2 separate regions of the Mus musculus genome follow, and region 1 is linked to region 2. A link is a contact called in public Hi-C data. All regions are on one chromosome and are shown on one strand. Each heading gives the region's core, a stretch centred on a gene start, on an enhancer-like site or on the middle of the called end of the contact. The rest is flanking DNA. Distances are from core to core; before and after follow the strand shown. Region 1 overlaps Mtfr2 (mitochondrial fission regulator 2). Region 2 holds the start of Gm48249 (a long non-coding RNA gene).

Evidence for each region. Hi-C and Micro-C count contacts between places; a contact is called where the count stands out from the background.
Region 1: a contact with region 2 is called in a Hi-C map of bone marrow-derived macrophages, with 1.8 times the contacts expected there. The contact joins two enhancer-like sites. A contact is called at or near these places in 1 of 39 promoter capture datasets (liver) and 7 of 484 Hi-C or Micro-C datasets (bone marrow-derived macrophages, brown adipocytes, cranial neural crest and 4 more).

Annotation. Positions count from the first base shown.
Region 1 is chr10:20,360,581-20,367,506 of GRCm38.p6, forward strand. It overlaps Mtfr2 (mitochondrial fission regulator 2), which reads left to right. Exons shown (of 7, transcript NM_027930.3): 7 at 1-1,089. It also overlaps the pseudogene Gm48537. Among named protein-coding and RNA genes, the nearest start is that of Mtfr2, 16 kb to the left of the region's middle. Within about 2 kb of position 1,716, at least 12 of the 459 cell types and tissues checked have an H3K27ac peak or open chromatin away from gene starts, as enhancers often do. A contact at or near this core is called in bone marrow-derived macrophages, where this site is marked.
Region 2 is chr10:20,285,555-20,292,160 of GRCm38.p6, forward strand. It overlaps Gm48249 (a long non-coding RNA gene), which reads right to left and starts at 1,105. Exons shown (of 3, transcript XR_003948991.1): 1 at 1,021-1,105; 2 at 216-340. Within about 2 kb of position 5,052, at least 66 of the 459 cell types and tissues checked have an H3K27ac peak or open chromatin away from gene starts, as enhancers often do. A contact at or near this core is called in bone marrow-derived macrophages, where this site is marked.

The sequences.
Region 1 (6,926 bases), core at 466-2,965, 72 kb after region 2:
GACTGATAATATAAAAGCAGTTATCCAGGCTATCAGAAGCAAAAGCTGTGCTCACACTTGGACAGACAGACCCAGATGTGCCACGTGGCATCCTTCACTGCCTGTCAGAGAATCACCTCCTCTGTTAGGGTGATCAAGCTGTACCCCAGGACCCATCTCCACCCAGCCTGAGGAATGAGGAAGACACTTAAGAATACTGTCCCTGCTTTTGGAAGATGTGGCATTTAACTGGCTACTGAAGAGAGTTGGGGGTATAGATTCCCTGCTTTATGAGACTGCTACTGAAAATGGAATACATGGTTCAGTGAGCTGCCTAAAATTATGGCTTCCTACTGAGGCTCCTTTCAGTCTTGTGAGTTGCTGTGATACGGTTTGTTTGGCCTTCAGCAGCTTGTGGATTTTTAGTGAGCAGAAGATGATATTGTTTTTTATTAAGTTAGTCATAGTTGTGAAAACACAGGAACACCTGAGAAACTGAAGGGAAAAAAAAGATAGTCACAATTTTAGTCATGTAGGGTTGAACTTTCTACTGCAAGTAGAAGTAGACCCTTGATAAGTTCCATCCACACTGGCTTTGCACACACAGATGGCTGGTTTGTTCCCTTTGTTCTCTATTATGTTTGTATCCCATATGTATGTGTGTGTGTGTGTGTGTGTGTGTGTATATATATATATATATATATATATATATAATGTAGATTTTATAATAAATGGATCTTTTGAATTTGGTTGAGTATTTAACATTTCAAATTATATTCTTACTGTTTTATGAAATCTGGTTATTTTGTGAGAAGTGGTTATATTTCTGTTAGAATTTCTTGGGGGGTGGTACAAGTGAACCCTAGTTTATTTGCAGTAGGCTGTCTCCTCATTGGTGCTAATGTGATACATTTGCATGCTTCCCTGCTTGGCTTCGCCTGTGTTGCAGCAGGGAGCAGGGGGGCGGGGCCGTGTCCGTGGGGTCAGCACCCACCCATTCCCCCAGGTGCTCTCCTATCAGAGGACCCTAACTTGTCTGTCACTCATCAACAGTTTATTGTAAAGAACTTAGAAATAAAACCCGTTGTGTATCAGGGCCTCCATTTTGAACGCACTTTTGGCCAATCTCAGTACTTTCCATGCATTGACTCGTTCAGTCCCAACACCAATAGCGTGGGTGTAGGCTTTTGGTAGCCTCACTCAGCAGATGGGAAACTGGGCAGAGGGAGTTACTAGTCCGGCCACTCTCCCAAGGTCCTCAAAGCCTACGTGGTGAGATAGGTTGTGAAGCCAGGCAGATGGATTTTCCAATCCGTGTTCTAACCATAGGAAACACTGTAAACACAAAATTTTAACCTATTTAAACTGTGCATCATTACTGAAGGCATTCCAGACAGTTGACAGATAAAGTATGTAAGAAAGCAGTGTATTAACAAATTGAAAGTCAAAACACCTTAGGGCTGTAATTCTCTATATTTACCAGTAGAGGGAAGTCCAGTACCAACCGAGCACGCTGAGCTTGCTAACAGCTGTTAACCACAGCCAAGTGACAACTTAGTAGATGTCATTGGTAAAACAAGGCTAGATTGAGAAGTGTGCAAGCATCTTCTGTAAAGGGCAGTCACAAATTATAAATTGGCATATCCTTGACATTTTTAATCATGCATCAGTCAGCTAATTCAACTTTCCCCCAGCAAATAGACACATAGCTTTAATTACACTAGTGTATAGGTAGTGTACGGTTGTCAAGAATTGTATGGGCTCTGGAAGATCATGCTCAAGTTGTCAGACTCAGTGGCAAGTGCTTCTACCCACTGAGCCATCTTGCTGGCCCACAAATAGATGTTTGTGAAAAGTCAATAATTAAAGCAAGCCATGCCAGTATTTAATTGTTAACATTCAAGATTGCAGTAGGATTATCCCCACTGTAAAGCTACAGTATGGCTGTTTTGCTAGGGAGTGGCACAGGAACCACTGTGAGCAACACGGGTGGGTTTCATCCTGTGGCACCTGCCTGGTTAACCTCCCTAAGGACCCTTCTGTTTAGCTCTGCTTTAAGCAGCTGGTAGCTATGGGGCTGTGCCAAGCCTCCTGTTGCTAGCTTTCTCTGGAAGCCCATACCTTGCTTTCAGCTTACATAATCCTGTTTGAAGTCAGAGGATGACTAATCTTAACAGCTGATTAACACTTAATTTAAACAGTGAATATTCAATTTGTATTAGCACAATCCTGTGCGCTCTAACAAACTTTCATTTGTTAAATCCTCCCCACAACTCCCTCAAAGGGACCATCACACTCCCTTCTCAGAGGCGGGAAGGGGTCAGTACTAGACCCAGGATGATACCATTATAGTGCTGAGCCGAGACTCAAACCCCAGGCAGTCTGCCTCCAGTCTGAGCTACTCACAAGCTCCCCCACCCTACAGCATCAGCCATTCCCTGTGGCTTTAGTTCTTCTGTCATGTTAAGGGCAGCATGCAACTTCTGCTCCACCAGAGGACACACTGGTGGTATTTTTATTTTTATGAGGATCCCTACTCCTGCTTCAAGACATTTTCCTTAAAAGCCCATTGGTATATGTGACCATTGCCTGCTCTCTGTCTGGGACCCTGAGCTTCTCTCTACTGCTGCATCTGTTGTAATAGTTGCTTCCTGGGCTGGCTCTCCCCAGTCTCACCAGGTTCTGCTAAGGATAGGAACTGGGTCTTATTCATTTACTTCTGTCTACGCCCAACAGTCACTAGGTATATACTCCATTTAGCACAGCTTTTCAAGAGTTATCCCCATTCTGTAGATGAAGACAGTGGAGTGTATGTCACATAAGCAGCTCACCTAAGGTCATTTTCTTCCAAGTAGTACAGTTGTGATTAAACCCAGAGTGCCTGATTGATAATCGGTGCATGCCACTCTTAGACTATGAGACCTCTTTTGACACATGGCTTCCCATTTGTCAAAACAGACTTGATGTGAATTTAAAACTCAGGGCTGGGCCCAAGGTGGGTGTGGTTGTGAATCTGAGAGATGGCGGCAGGAGGATCAGGCATTTAAGGTCAACTCAGCCTACAGGAGATTGCCTCAAAAACAAATCCCAAACTAGTGTGGTCTGGTGTCCCAGAACTGTAGTTGTAACTACCAGGAGGGCTGAGGCAAGAAGATTGCAGGCTCAAGATCTGCTTGGGCCACAGAATGGCCAGGGTCAGTCTGAAAACTTAGACACTGTCTCAGGTGAAAAGAAGGCTGAGGGTATAGCTCAGTGCTTGCCCAGCATGCACAAGATTCTATCTAGGCCCTACCCAGTATTGGAGGGGGGGAAACAACCACCCCACCATATGCACAACCAGCCCAACCCCTGCTTGGCCCATACTGCAGCCACCGTGTGCTGCTGTTACTGGTGGTGTGTGCTCCTTCAGTGTGGGCGTGGTACTTCTTTTGTGAAGCAGCCCCCAAAGAGAATTCAGTGCTGGCCACAGCCAACAAGAAACCCAGGGAAAGACCGAGAACAATGATCTTATCAATTAGAAGGTGGCAGGGCAGATGGTTCTGTGGTATATAGATAGTTAAGAAGCAGGCACCACTCAGCTAACGAAAGCCTATTGTGAACCACAGGGTTTGTCAGTGAGGCAGATCAGATTTCTCTCTGATGGCAGCCAATCACTGAAACACACCTGAACAGTTGGGCCAGGAGGATGAAGGTATGGATGTGTTCCAGCATCAGACATGGGGTATTGCAGAAGGGAAAACTTCACGTGAGGATGTTGTGATAGACCAAGAACACATTCTCCATTAGGAAGACAGTTTGGTTCTAGCACATCCTGGCAACCTCGGGACATCTCTGTTCCTTCTTTATCCTTCCCTAGTCTTACTCTGTTGTACACAAACGGTTTGCACATGTGTACAGCGTTTGGAGGCAAGGACTGGTTCTGTGACAATAGCCCCTTTCTCAGTGGCACACTCACTCCGCTGCTCTTAGTCCGCTGGGTCACTCTGCTTTCACTGTTTTAACAACAGCAACAAACCCCAAAACAAAAGTCCTTGTATAGTTTGTTTAATTGGAGGATTTTAATGCTTCATCTTTGTAAAACCAAGGAGAGCTTTTTTTTTTTTTTTAACATTTTTACAAATAGTTGTTACATGTAGGGAAATGTCTTTTAAGCAGGGGTACAAAACAAATCCTAGCTTTCTCTATAAGTCAAGTATTTTGTTGTTTAAATACGATTAAAAAGAAGAGAAAACCCACCACACTTATGATTTCTAGCAGACTTTATCCAAAGGAGTAAAAAAAAAATATAATGCAGGTTAATTGCTCAAATCTGTGAGAGTTTCACAGCTATGATTTAAACCAGGATTACCTAAGGCCTCCTTGGCTGTGTCAATGTGCCAGCAACTAGTCACTCTTCTTTTTGTTGTTGTTGTTTCGTTTATTAGTCTTTTATTGAAATATTTTCTTCTTAACTACCTGGGCATTCCACTGCACCACTGTTAATGTCATCTATGATTGTCATGAGGGTGGCGTCCATCCACATTGCAGCCCACAGACTATACAGTACCCAGGATCTCCTTGATAGTTCCAGAAAGTTCTCTGGCCAAAGGCCAGTGTCTCATCTGCTGGGCAATGGTGACAATCTCATCGAAAGTAATGGTCCCACTGTGTTTAATGTTCTTCTGCTTCTTCCTGTCTCTTGGTGGCGCCTTGAGGGCTTTGATGATCAGGGCAGAGGCACAGGGCACCACCTCAGTCTGGACCTGTCTGTCCTGGATGCTCAGTTTCACTGTAACCCTGAGACCTTTCCAGTCACCAGTAGCCTTGGCAATGTCATCGCCAACTTTCTTTTGGAGACAGACCTAGAGGACTGATCTTAGGGGCCAAGGTGGATGAACCCGGATTCAGGATGACCGAAGAAAGTTGCACCACAGCGTCCTCCGAGCCGAAAGCTGAAAAGTGGAACCATTCACTCCTAGAACATGGGATGGCTCTTTGGCCCTGACTGGAACCACAAGCTGGCTCAAGGGGAGGGTTCATGGTTAACACTGCTTGACCACACTGGATCTAGTGACCAGAGTCTAGTGAGTGAGTCCAGAGTTTTTTCCTTTTGTTCATGTGTCATAGAATTGTCTACCCAAGAACTGCCTCCTCACATTCTGGAAAACAACTTCAGGAGAGTTAATTCTTTGCCCTCTGAGGAGGAGTTTGATTTTTGAAAGTAGCCAAGCAAGAGACAAGCCAAGGAATTAGAGAGAAGCCCAAGGAATGAGTGAATGGGATGATGGAGAGTACGTTTGGTTACCATGGTTACCACGAATGCGATTCTCAGGTGGTTCCAGTGATTGGCTACCATGGTTACAATAGGCATGATTTTCAGGTGGTTTATTTTTAATTAATTTTAAGCAGGTGTTGTTTTCAGACACTGAGGAATTTGTAGCCCCCTTATTGTGCTGGGGAACAAATCCAAGACTGTATGCTTGATGGGTAAATAGCATTGAGCTAACTCTCGGTCTCCTCTGAAGGCATTTCTAAGTCTAAAGACTAATTCCCTAAATATTTTTATCACTATATTTATTCTAAAAATACTTTGACAATATTAGTGCTGTTACCCAGGTACAGTGGTCATTTTAATTTTTGTGTTGTTAGAGGTCAAATTCTGGGTCATTCGAAGCATGAACCCTACCTCAGAGTTATATTTGCAGCTCCAAATAGTCATATTAATTAGGGCATTCATGTTGTTCATAGTACCTTTAAGATCTTCAATATATGGTTTAACTTATATTGCTCGGATAGGTGTTTGCGTCCAAGGTTAGCAGCTGGTAGGGTAAAATTTTAAGTAAAGATGAACAGACTCTTGATTAGTTATATCAAAAGTTTAAAAACAAGCTATTTTAGTGTTACATCAAAAATAGGTTTGTTTTCTTAATTTTTAAAAATTGTGCATATATGTATGTGTGTATATATATATATACATATATATATATATATATATATATATAGTGTGTGTGTGTGTGTATGTGTGTGTGTGTGTGTGTGTGTGTAGGTGTACACACCATGATTCTCATGTGAAGAGCAGAGGACAATTTGAGGGAATTGTCCAATATTTCCACTGTGTGGGTATCAGGGAAGTTTTTCAGGCTTGCTGGCTAGCATCCTGACCCACTGAAATGTCTCATCATAGGATATTAATGACCTCTCAAGGTCAATGAGCCATCAAACAGTTACACCTCACACCAATGCTCACAGTGTCTGTTTCTTCTGTACTGGAGTTGAACACCAGAACCTTGTGCATGTCATGTAAATGCTGCACCCTGGAACTCTCTCCTCAGTCACGTGGAAAAAAATTATAGTGATTTTTTTTTTATTTTTTAAATTGTAATTGCATCATTGTTCCTCTTCATTTCCCTCTCTCCAACCCTTCCCATGAACTCTTCCCAAGGCATGGACTCTTTTCCTTTAATTGTTGTTACACACACATACACACATACACACAAACACACACATACACACAAACACACAAACACACTAAAACACCTCGAAAGCTCACTTCGCTTGACTTATGATTTTCAAGTGTTTAATCAAAATTCCCTATTTAAAATATACTCAGTTGGGTTGTAACTGGATCCATCCTGTTCCCTTATGGTGATTTTGTCTCAGACACTTTGCTAGTATATGTGTTATGTGCAATTTGAGGGAGCCACTTTACAGCTGCAATTATAATGTACTGTAAGGGAAAAAGGTCAAATAACATATAAAGGCAGACCAATCAGAATTACACCACACTTCTCGCCAGAGTCTATGAATGCTAGAAGATCTTGGGCAGATGTCATGCAGACCCTAAGAGAACACAAATGCCAGCCCAGGCTACTATACCCAGCAAAACTCTCAATTACCATAGATGGAGAAACCAAGATACTTCATGACAAAAACAAATTTACACAATATCTTTCCACAAATCCAGCCCT
Region 2 (6,606 bases), core at 3,802-6,301:
GACCGTGAGAGCCATTTGTGGCCTCACTAAGCACCAGTAGGGACTACTGCAGGCTGACGTCTCTTGGGGCATTCTTTCCTAAAATCACACAGATAACGCTCTTCAGTTCTTTCCTTGTCAAAGGCGGATGCTGAGGGGCCCCTCGCCCTACCTCCATCTCTGACAATGCAACTCCCCACCGTCCTGGCCCTGTGGATAATGACATCATTACTCACTCTCCAGATGGAAGTGACAGGGTTGCCATAACAAAGCAAACAGGCTGAGCTGGCAGGGCCTTTGTGTGGGTGTGTGTATACTCTGAGCTGTGACTCTCCAGCCTGAGATCTGCGTGTCTGACAGCCTGCAAATAACAATAAAACAAAAAAGACATGGCAACCCGACAAGATCGATATTTAAAACAATCATCAGTGAAAACAAGAGCCTTTATTGTGCCTCTTAAGCCATATAATCCAAAAGGCATCTAAGTCTAGATATAAAACACATGGATTACACTAAGCTCTGCTAAAAACCTGTTTCTTTCTCTTTGGGGGGCTAAGGGTGGGGGTGGGAGGGCAGTAACTGAGAGAGGTTCTGAGGCAGAGTTTGTGGAGCCCTGATGTCCTGCCCTTGCCTCCTGGGTGCTAGTTTGCAGGTGTGTGCCGCCATGCCTACCCTTTGTCCTGATGCACATCTCTGAGTTATTTTCTGTCAATCAAAACAAGAATGATTACATTTAAGCAGCATCAGCAGCAATATGCATAACAATGGCCACCTCTCTGGGCAAGGGGGGTGGGGGGGACACGACCTGATTGAATCCTCCCAAAACCTGGTAAAGGTAGGCATTACTCAGAGATGAAGAAACTGAGGACTTTGGATAACCACGTGAGGTCAGCGCTGGAGCTGGCTCTGGAATCTGTTTCTTTTACCAGACACAGCCGAAGGACAGTGCGGCAAAGCGCTGTAACTAGCACTACCCATGCTGGAGGGAGAATGCAAAAAAAACAGAACTAAAGCACCAGGAGAGACAGATGTCGTTCCTACCTTAGCCCTGCGATAGCATAACGACCGAAGCCAGCACAACATCAGCGGACATGGGCTATAAATATTAGCTTGTTTTCCCATTTTCTTCTCCCTGCTGTTACCATGGAGACATAGCTCCTCAATTTATCTGGAATTCAAACCACCCAAGGGATATGACTGTGCAAACTTCAAGAGAGGCCCAGCAGACAGAGGCAGACACTGCAAAAGCCTCAGGCCCTCCCAGTTGCTCTCGCTCTCACTTGTGCGCTCTCTCTCGCTCTCTCACTCACTCTCTCTCGCTTGCTTTCGCTCGCTCTCGCTCTCTCGCTCTCTCCTTTCCTTCTCTTTCTCCTTTTCCCAGCGTTCCTTAGACGCTGAATGCTGTGGACCTTGCCGTGAGATGCAGACTTCAGACAGTGGTTTCTCCGTTTGTTTGCGAGCATTCTCTATTTGAAAAGAAGCAACCTCTGCAGTGATGGAACATTTCAGGGTCGCAGTCGCCACCACTGCCACCACCACCACCACTACCTCACCCAGAGCAATTCTCTGAAGACTGAGAACCATCTACAGACCTGGCAGGCGCCACCCAAACCCACTGGGACTAATTAGACACCACATAGTATGTAGCCCAAACTGGCCTCTAACTCATAGCAGTCCACCTGCATCAACTTTCTAGGTTAAAGAAATAAGCCATTATACTAATTTAAATGTTTATGCTTATATTTTACATTGAGGCGTATTTCTGTCTCCTACAAACAGCAAAGATGCTTAAGAACAGAAATCGCCTTTATAGATAGCACGGCGCTTTAATGTGACCCCAAGCGGTGTCTCCCAACATGCCTAGTCTGGCCCCTGTTTTCTCCCTTGTGATTCATGTTAAGAACAAATAAACAGAGCAACAACAAAAGCAAACAAACAAAGCCTTATTCATGATGGGGCCACCATGACAGCCAGTGCAAGCCGACAAATGCCAAGCCTGAAGACAACCCGAGCTCAATCCCTGTGACCTGTGACCCTGTGACCCCGGCACAAGGAATGACCCAACTCCCTCGCGTTACCCTCTGACCTCCTTTGCTTCCATGTTAGTTGCAGAGGCACACACACACACACACACACACACACACTAAATAATATAATTTTGAGCTCCAATGTCCATTGAGGTATTGCTATATATATGAAATACTTTTCACAAAAAATGTAATGGCAAATAGCACCAGAAGTATAGTATTAGTGATAAACTTAATTATCATGAAATTACAACAAAACTTTACATAAAGGTCATGTCTATCTTTTTTCCTCTTTTAACCCTAACTCTGTAAGTTTACTTATAAAGATGACATTTTTTTTCAGTTTTGTTTCATTTGTTTTGTTTGTTTTTTGAGATGGGTCCTGACTATGTTGCCCAGATTGCTACCAAACTCAGAATCTTTCTGTGTTAAGCAACCAGATTCCAGGATCACATTTGCCAAGCACAAGGAATTTAAAATCTCTGTTTAACTCCTACCTGCTCTTAGCTTTGCCAAAAGGAAAAATTACAATAAAATTGGAAAGAGAGCAGTTTAGGACTCATTACTGAATGGGAAAATTTAATGTAAACCCACCCCATAAGCCCTTCTTTTTTATCTTTCTCATTTCTCAGTGAATTTTCACCATTTTTTTTAATCTTTCTTTCTTTGTTTGTTATACATAAGTACACCGTAGCTGTCTTCAGTCACTCCAGAAGAGGGCATCAGATTTTGTTACGGATGATTGTGAGTCACCATGTGGTTGCTGGGATTTGAACTCGGGACCTTAGGAAGAGCAGTCGGAGCTCTTAACCACTGAGCCATCTCACCAGCCCGAATTTTCACCATTTTAAGGTAGGCTTTAGGAGAGTCAGTTACCATTTTTAAGTGAAACTACAGCTCAGAAATGCTAGGAACCTGGAGTGTCACAACAGACCCCAGCCAGAGCCAGCTTTAGAATCCATGTGTGGTAGGTACCCGGGATTACCAGTTTCCTTTGTCAGGGCCCTACAGACCTGCTCAGGTGTACTGGCCGGTTCTGTGTCAACTTGACAGAGCTAGAGTCAACAGAGATAAGGGAGCCTCATTGAGAAAATGACTCCGTAAGATTCAGCTGTTCAGCTTGTTCTTAATTAGTGATCAATGCGGAAGGGTCCAGCCCACTATGGAAGGTTTCATCTGTAGTAGCTTTGAAGGGAAAGGTTTCCCCTACAGAAGCGTTTCAGCTCTTCCAACAGGAGGAGGTTTACCAAGCAAAAGGTATTATAGCTCTCCTTGGAGAGGTATCCTGGCAGTAGGAAGCCAAGGAATGCCACAGTCATACCACACAACAAACCTCACACGAGAGATTTATTGGGAGGAAAAGACCAGAAGACTGCCAATACTGGGGATAGAAGCAACCAAGTACTGAGCAGAACTCAAGCTTTATATATGGCTTCTTGGGGTGGGGATGGGGTGGGTGGGGAGGCGGGGAGATTTCCAGGGTGAGAATTGGTGGGGTTTCAGTTCCTAGTCTTGAGCTCAGGGATTGGTGGGGTTTCCTGTTCAGGGATCAATGAGATGTGTGTGTGTGTGTGTGTGTGTGTGTGTGTGTGTGTGTGTGTGTGTGTATGCTCAGGGATGGGGTTTTTGTGCTCAGGGATTGGTGGGCTCTTGTTTCTTGGCCCTGGTCTTGGGATCAAGTCAGGGTCAAAGTGCCCCCCCACCCTTTGGCCCTTTTACCCTACTCCATCCCTAGGCTGGTGGTTCTGGATTCTACAGACAGCAGGCTGAACGGACCATGACTAGCAAACCAGTGAGCAGCACCCCCCACAGCCTCTGCATCAGCTTCCGCCTCCAGGATCCTGCCTTGTCTGAGTTCCTGTCCTGGCCTCCTTTGATGATGAACAGTGCTATGGAAACATAAGCCAAATAAACCCTTTCTTCCTCGAGTTGCTTCGGTCATGGTGAAATGTTCTTTAATTTCTCTCTCAGCTCACAGAACTTTAGTTTCCTGTATAGAAGGCTCATACCTTTTCTTAGATTGTTAGATCTTTGTTATTTCTTAGTATCATTATAAATGGGTTATATATATATATATATATATATATATATATATATATATACACAGCTGGGCATGGTGGAGGCTGCAAAATCAAAAGTTTGAGCTTATCCTTGGCCCACACAGTGAGTTTGATGCCAGTCTGAACTACACTGTTACAAATAAATGAAACCAGGGTTGGGCAGATGCTCAGTGGATAAAGCGCGAGCTTGCCTAGAGGAAGCTGCCTGGCTAGAACCGCAAGCTCCGGCCGGTTCAGTCTGGACCATTGCCTCGGTAAAAACAGTGGAGAATAGTAGAGGAAGATACTGACATCAGCTTTGGGTCTTTATGTGCATATGCATGCACATGCGTGGATGTGTAAACATAAGCATGCACACAGCACTGAAACGGGATTGCTTGTGCATGCGCACACGCGCGCGCACACACACACACACACACACACACTCAAAGCCGACAACCAGATTTTGTTTTCTGTGGGAATGGTGACACAGACCTGTAATCCAGCCTTCAGGAGGTTGAGACAGGAGTACCTAGAGTTTGCATCCCTTCTGGGCTACAGAGTAAGAACTTATCAAAACAAATAAAAAACAACACCAAATAGAACACCTGCAGTGTACATTATAGTAACTGGTTTCTGGTAAGCGGAAATATTGCTCTTTTTTCCTTGTAATTTATCTTATACAAAAAATCGTATTAAACTGCAGACATTGAGGGAGCAGAATGGGACCCTGGGTAGTTAACTATTTTTCTTTAAAAAATGAAATAAAAAAGAATGTAGTATTTTAGCCACCAGATATAATATTTTAAAATGATAAATGTTATTGTTTGTGTCAATATTAATTGCCAGTTATGAGAATGGCAATGGGATTTATTTTAAAAAAAACAAAACAAAAGAAAACAAAACAAAAAAACCTAATTGAACAGCACGGCTAAGTCCCTACATCTCCAGGAGGTGGCGGCAGTGAGCTACTAGGACGATAGTTCAGTCCGTTTTCAGCGGCTGAGTCTGGTCATCTTCATTCCCTGAATTAGCTTGCTACCCTTTCCGGTAGACACGATCCTCACTGAGGCTGCCCAGTATAAGGGCTTCTGCTCCCCTAATTTTGATCTAGCTGGGCTACAATGCTCAGAGAGGGTCCCCTCAATTTACCCAGAGGGGATCCTTAGCTTCCCACGACTGACAAAAGGATTCGTCTCAAACTCAACTCACCGCCTGTAATGTACGAGCAGACAGGCAGGTGCACACTGTCCAATTATCTTTGCCTCTTCTGCTGCTGTGGCTTAAATGTCAGCAGTTTCTCGGGGAGAGGAAGGCAGGATTAGGGTCGGACCTCCCTTCCTGTATTATGGGCAGTTGTTCACCTTCTCATAGACAAAGCCCTTGGTTCTTGTCCACCTGAGTTGGAAGGCAAGTTTCCTGACAGGCCCTGGGCCTTGTCTCAGGGTTTCCTCCCAGGAATCTCTGTGAATCGTCAGTGGAATTGCAGTAAATGTTAAAGCAAACAAACAAAAATTCCCTGTAAATGCTGGGAAGACCGGAGCCGCCTGTGGACACTGAGTGTTCTACCTCTATCATTTCGATTGCTTCAATCCCTCTTTTGTTTGTTAGTGTTTGTGACAGGGTCTGCGTATATACTCCTACATGGTCTAGAACTAACACTGTAGCCTAGGTTGGCCTCAACCCCCCCCCCCCAAGTTCTGAAGTTATAAACATGAGTTACCACATCCAGCTGATAACCCCTTTTGAGTGACCATAATAAGGGGATACATAAAGCTTAAAATATAAACCACATCAGGAAGATCTAAGCAACAACTTATGACAAATTGACATGTGTACAATGAAATACATAACTGTAGTAAATCACATAGGTTACTGTCCAAATGACTGCAGATGATATTCAAGATAAAAACGCTCTATGGGTTTGCCTGATCTCGGTTGAGGTTCCCTCCTCTCAGATGACACTAGCTAGTGTCAAGGTGACATTAAAAACTAACCAGGACACAGCAATCCTGGTAGACAGCACTGTGTGCTCAGAACAGTTTCATTTAATTTCTCCATTTAATTGTCTGTCAACTTAGAAGCCTCTTGATCCTACATGCATGGGACAATCTCTACGCTATCTATTCTGGTTGTGGAACTATTTGTCCATACTTAAATCATTAACACACTTAAATGTAACTTTAGTTCATAGTAAGACTCAATGCTGGCTGCAGGTGGGTGCCTATGAGTTTGAGACCAGCCTGGTCTACAGAGTGAGTTCCAGGGCAACCAGGACTGTTACACAGAGAAACCCTGTCTCGGAGAAGAAAGGGAAGGAAGGAAGGAAGGAAGGAAGGAAGGAAGGAAAAGGGAGGGAGGGAGGGAGGGAGAGAGAGTGAGAGGGAGAGAGAAGACCTAAGTGGAATGAGTCCACCCCATCCATTCTTCTTTGTTCAGGCTCTTCTAGGTTAACTACATTTTCAAACAAAAGTTAAAATCAACTTGAGAATTCTCTCTCTCTCTCTCTCTCTCTCTCTCTCTCTCTCTCCTTTAGAAGTGTGGTTTTGTTGTAGTAGGTG